Linked DNA regions of Mus musculus: region 2 is linked to region 1. A link is a contact called in public Hi-C data. All regions are on one chromosome and are shown on one strand. The core of a region is the stretch at or near the end of the contact, and the rest is flanking DNA. Distances in the headings are between cores, read along the strand shown.

Evidence for each region. A called contact is a pair of places that touch in the nucleus more often than the background predicts.
Region 2: a Hi-C map of pre-B cells shows a contact between it and region 1, with 5 times the contacts expected there. The contact joins two enhancer-like sites. A contact is called at or near these places in 4 of 39 promoter capture datasets (the 3T3-L1 cell line, the C10 cell line, hippocampal neurons and 1 more), 2 of 15 datasets of contacts at CTCF or cohesin (large pre-B cells and pro-B cells), 19 of 484 Hi-C or Micro-C datasets (the 3T3-L1 cell line, the 63-12 cell line, B cells and 14 more) and 1 of 115 datasets of contacts at active chromatin or transcription factors (large pre-B cells).

The regions. Positions count from the first base shown.
Region 1 is chr12:16,381,520-16,387,614 of GRCm38.p6, reverse strand. No RefSeq gene overlaps it. Among named protein-coding and RNA genes, the nearest start is that of Gm36372, 150 kb to the right of the region's middle. Within about 2 kb of position 2,979, at least 44 of the 459 cell types and tissues checked have an H3K27ac peak or open chromatin away from gene starts, as enhancers often do. A contact at or near this core is called in the 63-12 cell line, the CH12 cell line, pre-B cells and 1 more, where this site is marked.
Region 2 is chr12:16,505,597-16,511,760 of GRCm38.p6, reverse strand. No RefSeq gene overlaps it. Among named protein-coding and RNA genes, the nearest start is that of Lpin1, 81 kb to the left of the region's middle. Within about 2 kb of position 2,195, at least 69 of the 459 cell types and tissues checked have an H3K27ac peak or open chromatin away from gene starts, as enhancers often do. A contact at or near this core is called in the 63-12 cell line, the CH12 cell line, pre-B cells and 1 more, where this site is marked.

The sequences.
Region 1 (6,095 bases), core at 1,730-4,229:
GTTATTTAAAGGATATGCTAAGCAACTGCTAGTTGTGAGCCACTTGGAATGAGGGACTGAGAAGGAATGAATGATAGGGGGTTTCATTTTGTGGCAGTGAGCACCACGGAATGAGGTTTTGCATGACTTAGTTATTTTCAAAACTGTGGCCCAATGCAAATCACATGTGAAGAAGGCTATGCATGGACTAAGATACATTCTCTCGGTTCTCTCTCCCTCCTCCAATTTGTCTCTATAAAATGCACATAGATTTGTAAATACCTGTTTGCATAAAAAGCATGTACCTTTTAAGCATGCTCAGAATCCTTCCCAGGTGCAGCTGTGGAGTGTGCTCTCAGGCTTCTGCTGTCTAGGAGGTGATGGATGGTGTGCTGCGGTGCTGGGGCCAAGAGCCTGCCGGAGAAGGCTGCCATGTGCTCACATCCACCTGCTCGCTGTTTGGTGCCATGTGTATCACCAAAGGCTTACCACTGAGGTCAAGTCAGAGTGTGTTGTTAGTGGCACTGAGGACACTGGTGCAGCCATTACCACCCCATCTTCTGAACTTAGTGCCTCACCCATACTCTCAGGTCTGCTCACCAGTGTCCTTCCTTCTTGGATGGGGAACCTGGCTCTTCTGGTCTTTGGTGTTTACCTGCTTCACATAGGATGTCTTATGCATCATCTGAGTTGTAGCTTGTGATTGGATTTTCTCCCTTTTCAAGACTGACTAATATGTCACTGGATGTCTCAACCACATTTTGCCCGTCCATTCACGCAGTACTGGGGAAGCTGGCTAATGTGAGTAAAATGTGAGTAATGTGTGCTGCTGTGAACCCACTCAGCTGGTGCTCTGCTTTTGCTACTCAGGCTGTCCAGATGCTAATGTTCTGGATCACATGCTAGTCCTGTATTACATTTAAAAATGTATTTACTTTATTTGTATTTGTGCTTTACCTACATGTTTGTGCATCATGTGCATGCAGTGCCCACAAAGGCCAGAAGAGGGCATTGGAACCCCTGGAACTGGAGTTACAGACAATTGTGAGCTGCCATGTGAGTACTGGGAATCAAACCTTGGTCTTCCGGAAGACCAGACAGTGCTCTTAAACATTGAACCATTTCTCCACCCTGTGTTAATTTTTGAGGCACTGTCACACTGCTTGTTATCAGATTCTCCACACTTATTACAGAGCTTTTATGCACATGTACTTTTGTACATAATTAAGTATATATTTTGTATACCAGTCATCCCAGTTAATGTGGCAAGTATTAAGTTTGATTGTGGCAGGAGCACACACATGTGTGGACATCAGAAGTTAACACAGCGTGCTTCTTTCTTCAGTCTTGCCTCATTTTGCTCACTGAGGCAAGGCTCTCTTGTTAGACCTGGAGCTTGCTATTTTGCTAGTCAAACTAGCCACAGAGAGCTTACCCCCAGGTGCTCTGGCGTCTTCTTCCCAGCATTGAATTAACAGGTAGGCCATATGTTCAACCCAACATTATGTGGGTATTGGGGATTCAAACTGTGATTCTCATATCTGGACAGTGAACACTTCACCCACCAAGTCATCTGCCCATGTACTCAGTGTGGAACCTTCAAACAAAATTTGTTGTTGTTGTTGATGTTCCCTCTGATTTTCTGTTCTATTCAGCCCTCTCCACTCTGTAGCTTTGACCTGGAGTTTCTCATTTTATGTTAAACAGCTACAGTATTCACAGGCAAGGCCAAGGCAGATCAGTGTCTGGAGCTGTGATTCTCAACCTGTGGGTTACAACCCCTTTGGTGAGGTGGTCCCACATCAGATAACCTGCATATCAGATATTTACATTACAATTCATAACAGTTGCAAAACCACAGTTATGAAGTAGCAACAAAAATAATTTTATGTTTGGGGATCACCACAACCTGAAGAACTGTATTAAAGGGCCTCAGCATTACGAAGGTTGAGAACCACTGCTCTAGAGCAAAGGTCCCCATCTGACAGCCATGGTGACATGCAAATGAAGAACGCTCTTATATGGACAAATACAGAACTGGGGGCCACTGATAGGACCTTCTGGCCATCCCCTCTGTCAGTTGTGCTACTTCCTAGAGTACCGGTCGAAGCTTTGTAGACTACATTGTAATATTGTAGAATTCCTATTTAGGGTAATGAAAATGTGCTATTCATGTACAGTGCAGTTTTATCCAGAAAAATAAAGTTAAGACATTTTCAGAAAAATGGGTGACCTGTGAAATTATTATATTAAATATATTAATATATATTTTATTAACTCAGAAAAGCAAATATCACATTTCTCTATTGTATGTGGGTCCACACATACACATATACAAAGATACTCAGATACACAGATACACACACACACACACACACACACACACACACACACATGTATGTGTGTATATAGGTGTGTGTGTGTGTGTGTGTGTGTGTGTGTGTATGCAGGTATAATTATGTAGAGGCAATAAAACTACAATGGAGACCACACACTGGAAATAAAGGGTGGCAAAGAACAGGAAGAGGGCAGTAAAACTCATATGGCCTAAAAGCAGATAAGATTCTACTGGGGTGGACAGGTGTGTGTGTGTAGGGTGGGGCTAAGGAGGAGAAGTAAAATCAACAAAAACAAATGACTCTTGGAAATGTCACAGTGAAAGCCAGTACTGTATGTGCTAATCAAAATTGATCATCATCATCATCAACACACACACACACACACACACACACACACACACACACACACACACACACACCAAAACAATTCCTACTTAGTTTAGTATTCTTGCAAGCTGAGGGAGTTAGGCCTTCATGCTCCACACTTAGGCAAACCATGCATTTCTAGGAAGATGACAGAAATTGGAGGATAAAACACAGCCATGTAATATTGCATCAGGGAGCAGTGGAAGGCAGGGGAAAAGAACCCTGGGGGTTCAGCAGGCATCTAACTTTTCAAAATTTCTCCAATAATCAAATTTGCAACTGGCCATGTGCTGCACACACCTGGCAGGAAGTATATCTAACAGAATATGCAAATACCTCTTGCCCAGATGGGTTTTCTTTCCCCCGTGTACTTTTTACAGCTTCCTTGCTTTGAGTTTTATTTACCAGTTATAAATTTAAAAATTCTTGTGTGTGTGTGTGTGTGTGTGAGTGTGCATGTGAGTGTGTGGTGTATATGTGATTGTGTAGTGTGTGTGTGTAGAGAGAGTGTGTGGTGTGTTTGGAGTGTGTAGAGTATGTGTGTGGGATGTGCATGTGAATGTATGTGTGTGTGTGTTTGAGCGTGGTGTGCATGTGACTGTGTGTCTGTGGGAGTGTGGTGTGCTTATGAGTGTGTATGTGTATGGAGTGTGTGTGTGTGAGAGAGAGAGTGTGTATTTTCTATGGTTCTGGGCATGGTAAGAGAATGTGTCTGTTGTGTTAAATTACTTGGTTTGTGGCATTTTGTCTCTGCAGCCCTAAACTCAGTGGTTCCCAAGACATGGATGCCTCCCAGTGATGAAGAATCCAGGGTAAGACCAGCATTCTTGACCTTGCTGGGCACAGTGGGTCCTGGCACAGAGGGCCAGTGGCTTTGCCACCAGACACCCTTGACGTCCATGATGTGCTAGGTTTTCTTATTTATCTGGGGGCTTGGCTTTCCCGCATCAATGGTGTTGGATGGTAGTGTCCTCATCCTGGCGGACCTGAGGGAGGGTTAACACACTGAGGGACTAGGGCTTGCTTGGCCACTGCCTGCCCTGCTAAGGGCCCTCGGTTAACTTTTGTTACCAGCCGTCCAGGTGCAGCCTCTCTCTTCCACGAGACGGCGCCTCTCGTGTCAGTCCTTGATTGCAAGTTTTGCTGCTCACTTTTGCCCTGACGTTGTGTTTATTTAAGGAACCATTCGTTTGGGTGAAACCTCACAGCGTTTAGGTTTTGGCTGAGTGAGCTGGAACACTCTGTTGAGTATTTATAGCCAGAAACATTTGTTCGCCTTAGACCACATGACTTGACATCTCTGAAACTTGAGCAAGCTCCGGTTTGCTTTGGATCTTTAAGCCTTTCTGTGGTGTAGAGGAGAGTGACGGGTTCGGAAGCTCTCGCTGTTTTGTAACTCTCTTGGTACCACTCCAGTGAGCCAAGCGAACTGTGGTCCCCATCAGTTGTCATACAGGACTCTTGAGTGTCACCATGCAGGTGTGCAGATGGCACAGACAGTAGGCCAAAGACTTCAGGTCTCTGGATTTTACCTCAAGTATTTAGCAGACAACTTTAGTGAGGGGAAAAATCCCAAACTAAACCAAACCAAACCAAATAACCAGAAACAACATTTAAAAAAGCAACACCCCTAAAACCCAACCTGTTTTTCAAATTTGGGCCGAGGCGAGTGAGTCCTGAATGCAAGAAGAAAAACCACATTTTTTTTTTCTTCTATACACCTGTGTGTGCACAAGGTAAGGCTTATGAAGTTTCTCCTTTTTGAAAAAGAAATCATCTGACTCTCAGCCAATACTATGGCCTTAATGTGCGTTCTGCCAATGCCTCCAAAACCATTTGAGAGCAGGCCACAAAAACAAAAAACAAACAAACAAACAAACAAAAAAAAAACCCAACCAACCAACCAACCAAACAACCGAACTAAAAACAAAACAAAGCAAAACAAAGTCCCCAAACTGCCCAGGTTTGCCGATGGAGAGTTGGAGGCAGTCTGCACAGACTCTGTGGCGAGAAATATTTGGAGAAACGAGAGCCGACTTTTCAGTCTTTTCTTGCCAGAAAGCCAAAAGCAAAGCTGGAATTTTGTGGTTCCGGCACTTTGTGTGCCTCCCAGTCATTTTGCACAGATGGTTCTGGTTTAAGGCCATGATGCCCCATCCACTGGAGGGAAAGAAACCGGGCGACCACCCCAAGCCTCCCATTCTGATGCCAAAGTATACTCTACTGCCCGGAGAAAATGAGAACCGGGAGAAGTTGCTTAGAAAGCTGCCAATTAGGGTGCAGAAGCTGAATGGTTCAGTGACTGTGCGATGCTGAAACCCACATTTTCCTTTGGATTATGTCACCTGGGGGACACTGACAGGGACTCTCCCCTGCTTAGCCAGTCACAGTTGCATGATACTGAAAGATTTGGGCAGGCTTTGTCTTTTCATTTGAAAAGACAAAGACCCTGAAAAGCAGAGCGACTTGCCTTTTACTAAGGGTCTGGGATACAGAGCAGGATGTCCAAGTTTACCTTTTACCCCTGACTTGTAAATTTCTCCTCTGTCCACTCTCTTCCATATTGTAGTGATTACTGTTAATAATTTAATAGGATCTGGAATCATCTAAGAGACTGATCCTGCAGGCCAGGGAGGGTCAGTCTCCTAGATGACTCCAGATCCTAGTGCTACGATCCTAGACGATCCTAGTGCTACGATCCTTTAATACAATTCCTCATGCTGTGTTGATCCCCAACCTTAAAATTATGTTATGAACCATAATACAAATATCTGATATGCAGGATATCTGGTAAGGTGACTTCTGTGAAAAAGGTCATTTGACACCCCCCCCCCCAGAGAACCACTGTTCCAGGCACACCTTTGATGGATTAAATCAGTCTCTGGGCATGCCTATGAGGGATTATATTAGTTAAATTAATTGAGATGGAGAGACATAGGTCAGAAGTGGCTGACTACCATATCAACTACCACTGCCTAGGTTGGTCATCATAGTTCACTGTGTCTCTCCTCCCCACACCAACCCAGATCCATGCAAGAAAGTCCACTTCTTGGGGCAGGAGAAATGGCTCAGTGGTTAAGAGTGCCTACTTCTCTTTTCAAGGACCCCAGCCTGGCTCCCAGCACCAGTGCTCTGTTTCCCCATTCCACTTGGAACTGCAATTCCAGAGGCTCTGGTGCCTTTGTCCTCCACGGGCGTCTGCACTTATGTACGCACACATACTCCCAACCCCCAAGAGTTAAAAATAACAGTAATATTTTTAACAGCCACACTGTTTATGGGGCTGTCTTCTTTTGTTGCACTTGCTATATTTTAAATTCATGAATGTCTTACACATGTATATACATTTCATACACCTGTCAGAAGAAGGCATTAGATCTGTTGGAAGTATAGTTTTGGATGACTGCAAGC
Region 2 (6,164 bases), core at 946-3,445, 120 kb before region 1:
AGGTTGGTCTTGCAGCCTTCAGGGTTCACTTCTGAGTGGTAGATCAATGGCTTTTCCCTCTCAGTTTGTATGTCATTGTTTTGTTTGCTCATTTGTTTGTTTTTGTCTGTTTTCAAGTTACCTGTGGCCAGATGATTTTATTCATTTTTGTTTCTGCTGGAACTCCCTTGCCTAGGACAGAAGACCTGATACCCAGCAGCCACACACACCCTGATCCTTTTTTTTTACTGGATCAGAAATTGAAGAATACAGGTGCAAACACCTCTACCATAGCTGGGATTTTGCTCTGTAGAAGGGAGTTCCTGTATGTGTCTGGGTTGTGTTTTCTATTGGAAATCATGCATCGGGAGTCTCCTGTTTCTCTGTATCCACAGGATGAAGTGTCTTTGGGCTCATAACATGAGGTATTTCTGAGACAGCCAGGATAGAGCTGGCCCAGAGAGCAGGACAAGCAATTGCTAGGCTGAAACTTGGTCTAACAGGTGGCACAATAGGGTCTTGCCTTTATGCCTTTTCGGAGGTCTATTAAAATAAGTAGCACACTTACTGTCAACCTTAACTGCCTGGGGAACTGCCTTTTGGTCCAGATACGGGCAGTTCTGTCCCCTGTTCCCTGTGATGTGCCTAGGATAAGACAGGCAGTGTCTTGTGGTCTGCAGGGCACACAGTATGAGTGATTAGTGAGCAAATAACATATACACATGCAGCCTTCTTCTCTGCTATGTCCGTTTGAATACATGAAGGAACCCACAAATCCTAAAGCAGAGTTAATGTCATTCATCGGCATGACTACAAGTTGGAAAGAAGTCATTTAGAGTGCAAGAAGAGGGTCAGCCTATCTTCTTGGCCTCCTGCCCTCATGAAGCAGTGCAGGGGGCAGGCTCATTGCACTACAAGGCTGGAGAGAGCCCTGATGCTCACTGGCAAGCAGCATGTTCTTGGGCCACTGGTTTTCCCTCTTGGAGCTTCTCTCTTTCTCTGTCAGAAAAGGATGCAAATGTTTGCCCAGGAGCAGCTAAAGCCACAGGTGTGTTGTTGCTGACGCTTGGCAATGTTTGGTGTCTTCTTCCCTTCCTGGAGGGGCCATTGCAATGGAAGTCTTGGAGTCTTAGGACAGAGGTGAAAATCTCAGGTCAGTAGTTATTTCCATTGTAGTTTGACAACCTGAAATTACTCAGGAAGAGGGATTAATGAGAAAACTTATTGAGATCAATTACTGGGGTACTTGGACTGTGGTCATATCTTTGGGAATTGTCTTGATTGCTAATTGAGGTGGGCAGGTGTCTTAGACACTGTCCTATTGCTGTGAAAAGACACCATGACCAAGGCAGTGGCCGTGGTTTTGGCTGTGTGCAGAAGGACCAACATGATGGAAGGCACTGGGTGAAGGGAGGCGGGTGGGGAGGAGATTGGCTGGAGGGGTTGGTACAGCCAAACAGAGGCAAGGTAGGCTCAAATATCACAGGACTTTTGAGACAATGAGGGTCTTGCTCCCAGCCAGGAGACAATGAAGCAGCTGGAATAAAGTATTACACTCTCAATGCTCCTTCACAGCTTTAGTGGTGGTCTGTTACCTGTCACCTCAGACTGGTTCAAGGGTCTTTGAAGTGTGAAACCAGCTTAGCCAGCTTGATTTGTTCTTTCTCCTTTCTTTAACTTGTCTAGGATAGCCGAGTGCAGGGCAGGGGTCAGAAAGGAGTGAAATCAGCCCTGAACTTTGAAATGTTTGTCATGCTGTAGATGAAAAAGGCACAGGGGTGGCTATGCCCCGGGCATCCTGAGAGCCGCCTGCTGCTGCAGCTACTGTTCACATCTCTGCATTCACTTTTGCCTCTTTTGCTGGATTCTTACAGCTGTATGACAAAAGAACCAGTTACTCAAGCCACATTCAACCACTCACAAGGCAAGCGATGTTGCAGGAAGACTTTCAGCTACTGAATTTAGGATAAGGAGTGGTACTCTTAGCGGCAATCAGTGTGCACATTCTTGCTCTTGGCAGACTAACTATGGCCTTTGAACCCTGGATTCTCATTGTAGAATAATTGCTATGTGTCGGGAGACCACGCTCAGGGGAGGCAGAGCTGGCTCCCTACAGTGAGAAAGGCTCTGTTTCCCTTTGCATACATACCCACTTCTAAGAAACAGCCTTCTTCAAAAGGTATGAGTGGTTCTTTTGATTACCAGTAGATGGCGCCCAACACCCCCGTGGGAACTAAGGTCGTGGCTTCCTGTGTCTCTCCACTCCCCCGCCCCCGCGGCCTCGCCCCCATTCAGCCCCATCTTCTCCTTCTTGGGAGGGGCCTGTCCTTTCAGGTCCCAGGCAGAAAGTCACATAAAACAATTTGTGTCAGTCAGCAGATTCCTTGAAGATCGAACTGAATGATGAATGCAGGGTTGGAGGGCTCTTTTGACCTCTTTTTCTCTCTCTTTGTTTCCTGTGAATGCCTCATGGGCTGCCTACTGGCTTTGCACAGAGGACTCCTGGACTCCTTTGTGACTTTAGACCTTTCCCAAATGTTTCCCGACTGCTTCTCCTCCAGGTTCTTTCTAGCCAAGGAAAGACATTCAGAGAACACACCCTCAGCCATGCATACTCTCTACAAGCGCTCTCTCCCCCAGCTCCAAGCCCGAAGAACTCCTGGCCTTTCGGACAGAAACCTACTTTTTGTCTGTGGCCTCTACTGAGGATCTGTCTGCTCTGATTTTCAAGTAAAGAAAGCTTTGCCCAGCAGGGAAATGGGTCTTGACTTCAGACCCGATTTTCCCAAGGGCCAAGCAAGTCTCTTGGAAAGGCCAGTATCACCATGCCTTTTCTCTTTCTGACCACAGATGGACTGTCATAATATTTTTAACTTTGCTGGCTCTTTACTTCCCACTTTTGTTTTGCAGGTATCCTGTGCTGGTCCCAATGGGACACTCTGACCTATTGACTCAGTATTCAGTATCAGGACTGTAGTTGGTATTTAAAAAATAGGGCAGATGTTCCAAAAATGTGTTAGCCATGGCATAAGAAAGTATCTTTAAGACTTAGAGACAGATTAGCCAGTAAAGTGCTTGTCTTATAAGCACAAGGAACTATATTTTACCCCCAGAACTCATGGGAAAAGAAGCAGGGCTTGGTGGCTCTTGCTTCTAATACCAGCATTGGGGTGGCAGAAAAAGGTTCTGTCTCACTGGGGTTCATTGTCTAACTAGTCTAACCTACTTGGCAAGTTCCAGTGAACTACCCTGTCTCAAAACAAAACAAAACAAAACAAAACAAAACACAACAAAACCCCCAAACAACTAAACAACCAAAAAATCCCCAAAACAAACAAGGGGAGAGAGTATCTGAGAAATGATACCCGAGGTTGCACATGTAAATGCACATGCACACGCAATGCACACATGTGTGCCTGTGTACAAATAAACACACATCACAGCCATACATAAGAAAGTGACATTTCCTTCCACCCATCCCCCATCCTCTATGCCAGACAATAGGACTTCTCTTAGTATATACACAGAAACATGCAAAAATGGACTTTGTCCTCCAGGAGCCTCTGGCCAAAGGTGGAGTAGGGGGGTAAGAAAACAGACACAGAAATTCCCAGGTGAGACACACTGTAGATCTATGAAGCCTGGAGCTAAAAGGTGACATAAGAGTGGCCTGCTCCTTGTCATTCAGCAACCATATTGGGCTTTCCTGATCCCTAAAGTGTTAAGTCTCACGGTTCTGGAAGTCTTGGTTTCTAGAGGGCACTTGTAACCATCAGGTAATGTGAGTCCATCAACCCCGAGGGTTGCAGCTCCTTCCAGGTTGTACTGGGTTCCTTGTGAAGAGCCATTCCAGGAGTGGCTGTCCTGGGAGGAGTTATGGGCCCTGCTCCTCAGGAAGAAAGACAAGCTATACTGCTTCATGATGCTTCCCAATGGAGAGTGGGGTAGAAAGAGGTTTGTCATTGAGGTGGCCCTCTGGGCATCCCTGACACTCAGTTTTAAGTAAATGGGTAAGTTCCACAGCGGTAGCTAATAAGGATGCAACGAGCCCTGCTTGTCAGGTGCAGGGTCTTGGTCTCCCAAGTGCTTCAGCCTGGGAAGAACAGGGCCAGCTCTCCTGACTGCTGCAGGTAGTGAGGGGCCGTCATGGAGTGTCACCCTTGCACACACACCACCTCGTGGCAGACAGATGAGTGGCAGGGCCAGCTTTTCCACGCTCCCCCCCCCCCTCAGGCTGGCTCACCTGCGCCCCCACTGCTAGGGTCAGCTCTTCTGTGCTGTCCAGGTGGAGTGAGTATATATGTCTATAGAGGTGAGTATATTGTGCACATAGATGCCATTGGGGTTTTCCGCTGCTCCTCTCTGCTTGACTTCTCGAGACATCGTTGCTCACTGAACTATGAGTCTTATTACTTCCCCTAGACTGGCTGACCAGTGAGCCCCGGGGATCCTCCTGCCTCCGCGGTGCCTTTGGAGTTCCTTTGGAGTTCCTGTCTCCACACTTGCAGTCAGGCACTTCACTGACTGAGACGTCTCCCAGCGCCGGCTTGTTAATTTATTTGTAGACATATGGTGCTTTGTGTTTTTCCAGGGCTGAGTCTGCTTTATCATTATTATTTTTTGGTCTGTAACTTCCCCTGCTCTCATGCTTAGAATGTCAGTCTCAATCCATCTCTCAAAAAAAATGTCAACTAGAGAGGCTTTGCCGCTTAGCAGAGGGGAAGGGAAGGGCTGCCTGTCTTTGGAACCACAACTGACAGGTGGAGCTGATTTTTCTGTGTGATGATTTTCCCTCTAGCTGAGCAGGGCAAACTGCCTCCAGGGCCCCTATTAGCTGACATGGGGCTGAACAGCAAAGGCCTCGTGTTGTGTAGCTGTGAAGCCAGCAAGAAATGACACAGCATTCACACCTGAGGGTTTTTGTTTTTTGTTCCTACAATGAGCATCAGCCTGACCCAGAACTGGGTAGCTATAGCTCTCCTTTGTTCATTTGCAGTCTTGCTTTGGTTAATTGTCACAGACCTCAATGGCTTGAATACCATGTGGTAGTTTGTATCTTCCTCATTGATGGCTCTGACAAGCTGTGTAAGTGTCCCACTCTTCCACCCCAAACACAGTGGTTCTCAACCTTCCTAAAGCTGTGGCCCTTTAACACAGTTTCTCATGTGATGACCCCCCAGCCACAACATTATTATTATTTTTTGTTTAAATTATTATTATTATTAATCTTTTAATAGTCCAGTCGCTATCTCCCTCCCAGTTTGCTCTCTGACTGTTCCTCATCCAATTCCTCCTCCCCCATCTCCAAGAGGAGGTCTCCACCCCACCCATCCGCACCCTGCTAGGCCTCCCCACTCCCTGGGGCCTCAAGTCTCTTGGGGGTTAGATGCATCTTCTCTCATTGAGGCCAGACCAGGCAGTCCTGTGCTTCCTGTGCTGTATATGTGTTGGGGGCCTTATATCAGTTGGTGTATGCTGCCTGGTTGGTGGTTTAGTATCTGAGAGATCATGGGGACAAGGTTAGGTGAGACTGCTGGTCTCCCTATAGGGTCGCCTTCCTCCTCAGCTTCTTCCAGCTTTTCCCTAATTCAACCACAGGGGTCCTCAGTTTCTGTCCATTGGTTGGGTGTAAGTATCTGCATCTGACTCTTTCAGCTGCTTGTTGGGTTTCTCGGAGGACAGCCATGCTAGGCTGCTGTCTGTAAGCACATTATTATGACATAGCATCAGTAATAGTGTCGGGCTTTGGAGTTTCCCCTTGAGCTGGATTCTAATTTGGGCAGGTCACTGAACCTCCTTTTCCTCAGTCTCTTCTCCATTTTTGTGCCTGCAGTTCTTTCAGACAGGAACAATTCTGGGTCAGAGTTTTTGACTGTGAGATGGCAATCCCATCCCTCCACTGATGCTCAGTCTTTCTATAAGTTCCCTCTCCCCACTGTTGGGCATTTCATCTAAGGTTCCTCCCTTTGAGTCCTGAGCATCTCTCACCTCCCAGGACTCAGTACATTCTAGAGGGTCTCTCTACCTTCTACCTCCCGAGGTTGCCTGTTTTCATTCTTTCTGCTGGCCCTCAGTGTTTCATTCCTGTCCCCCACCCAATACCTGATCATGTCCATAATTTTTTTTTTCAAGACAGGGTTTCTCCGTATATCCCTGGCTGTCCTGGAACTCACTCTGTAGACCAG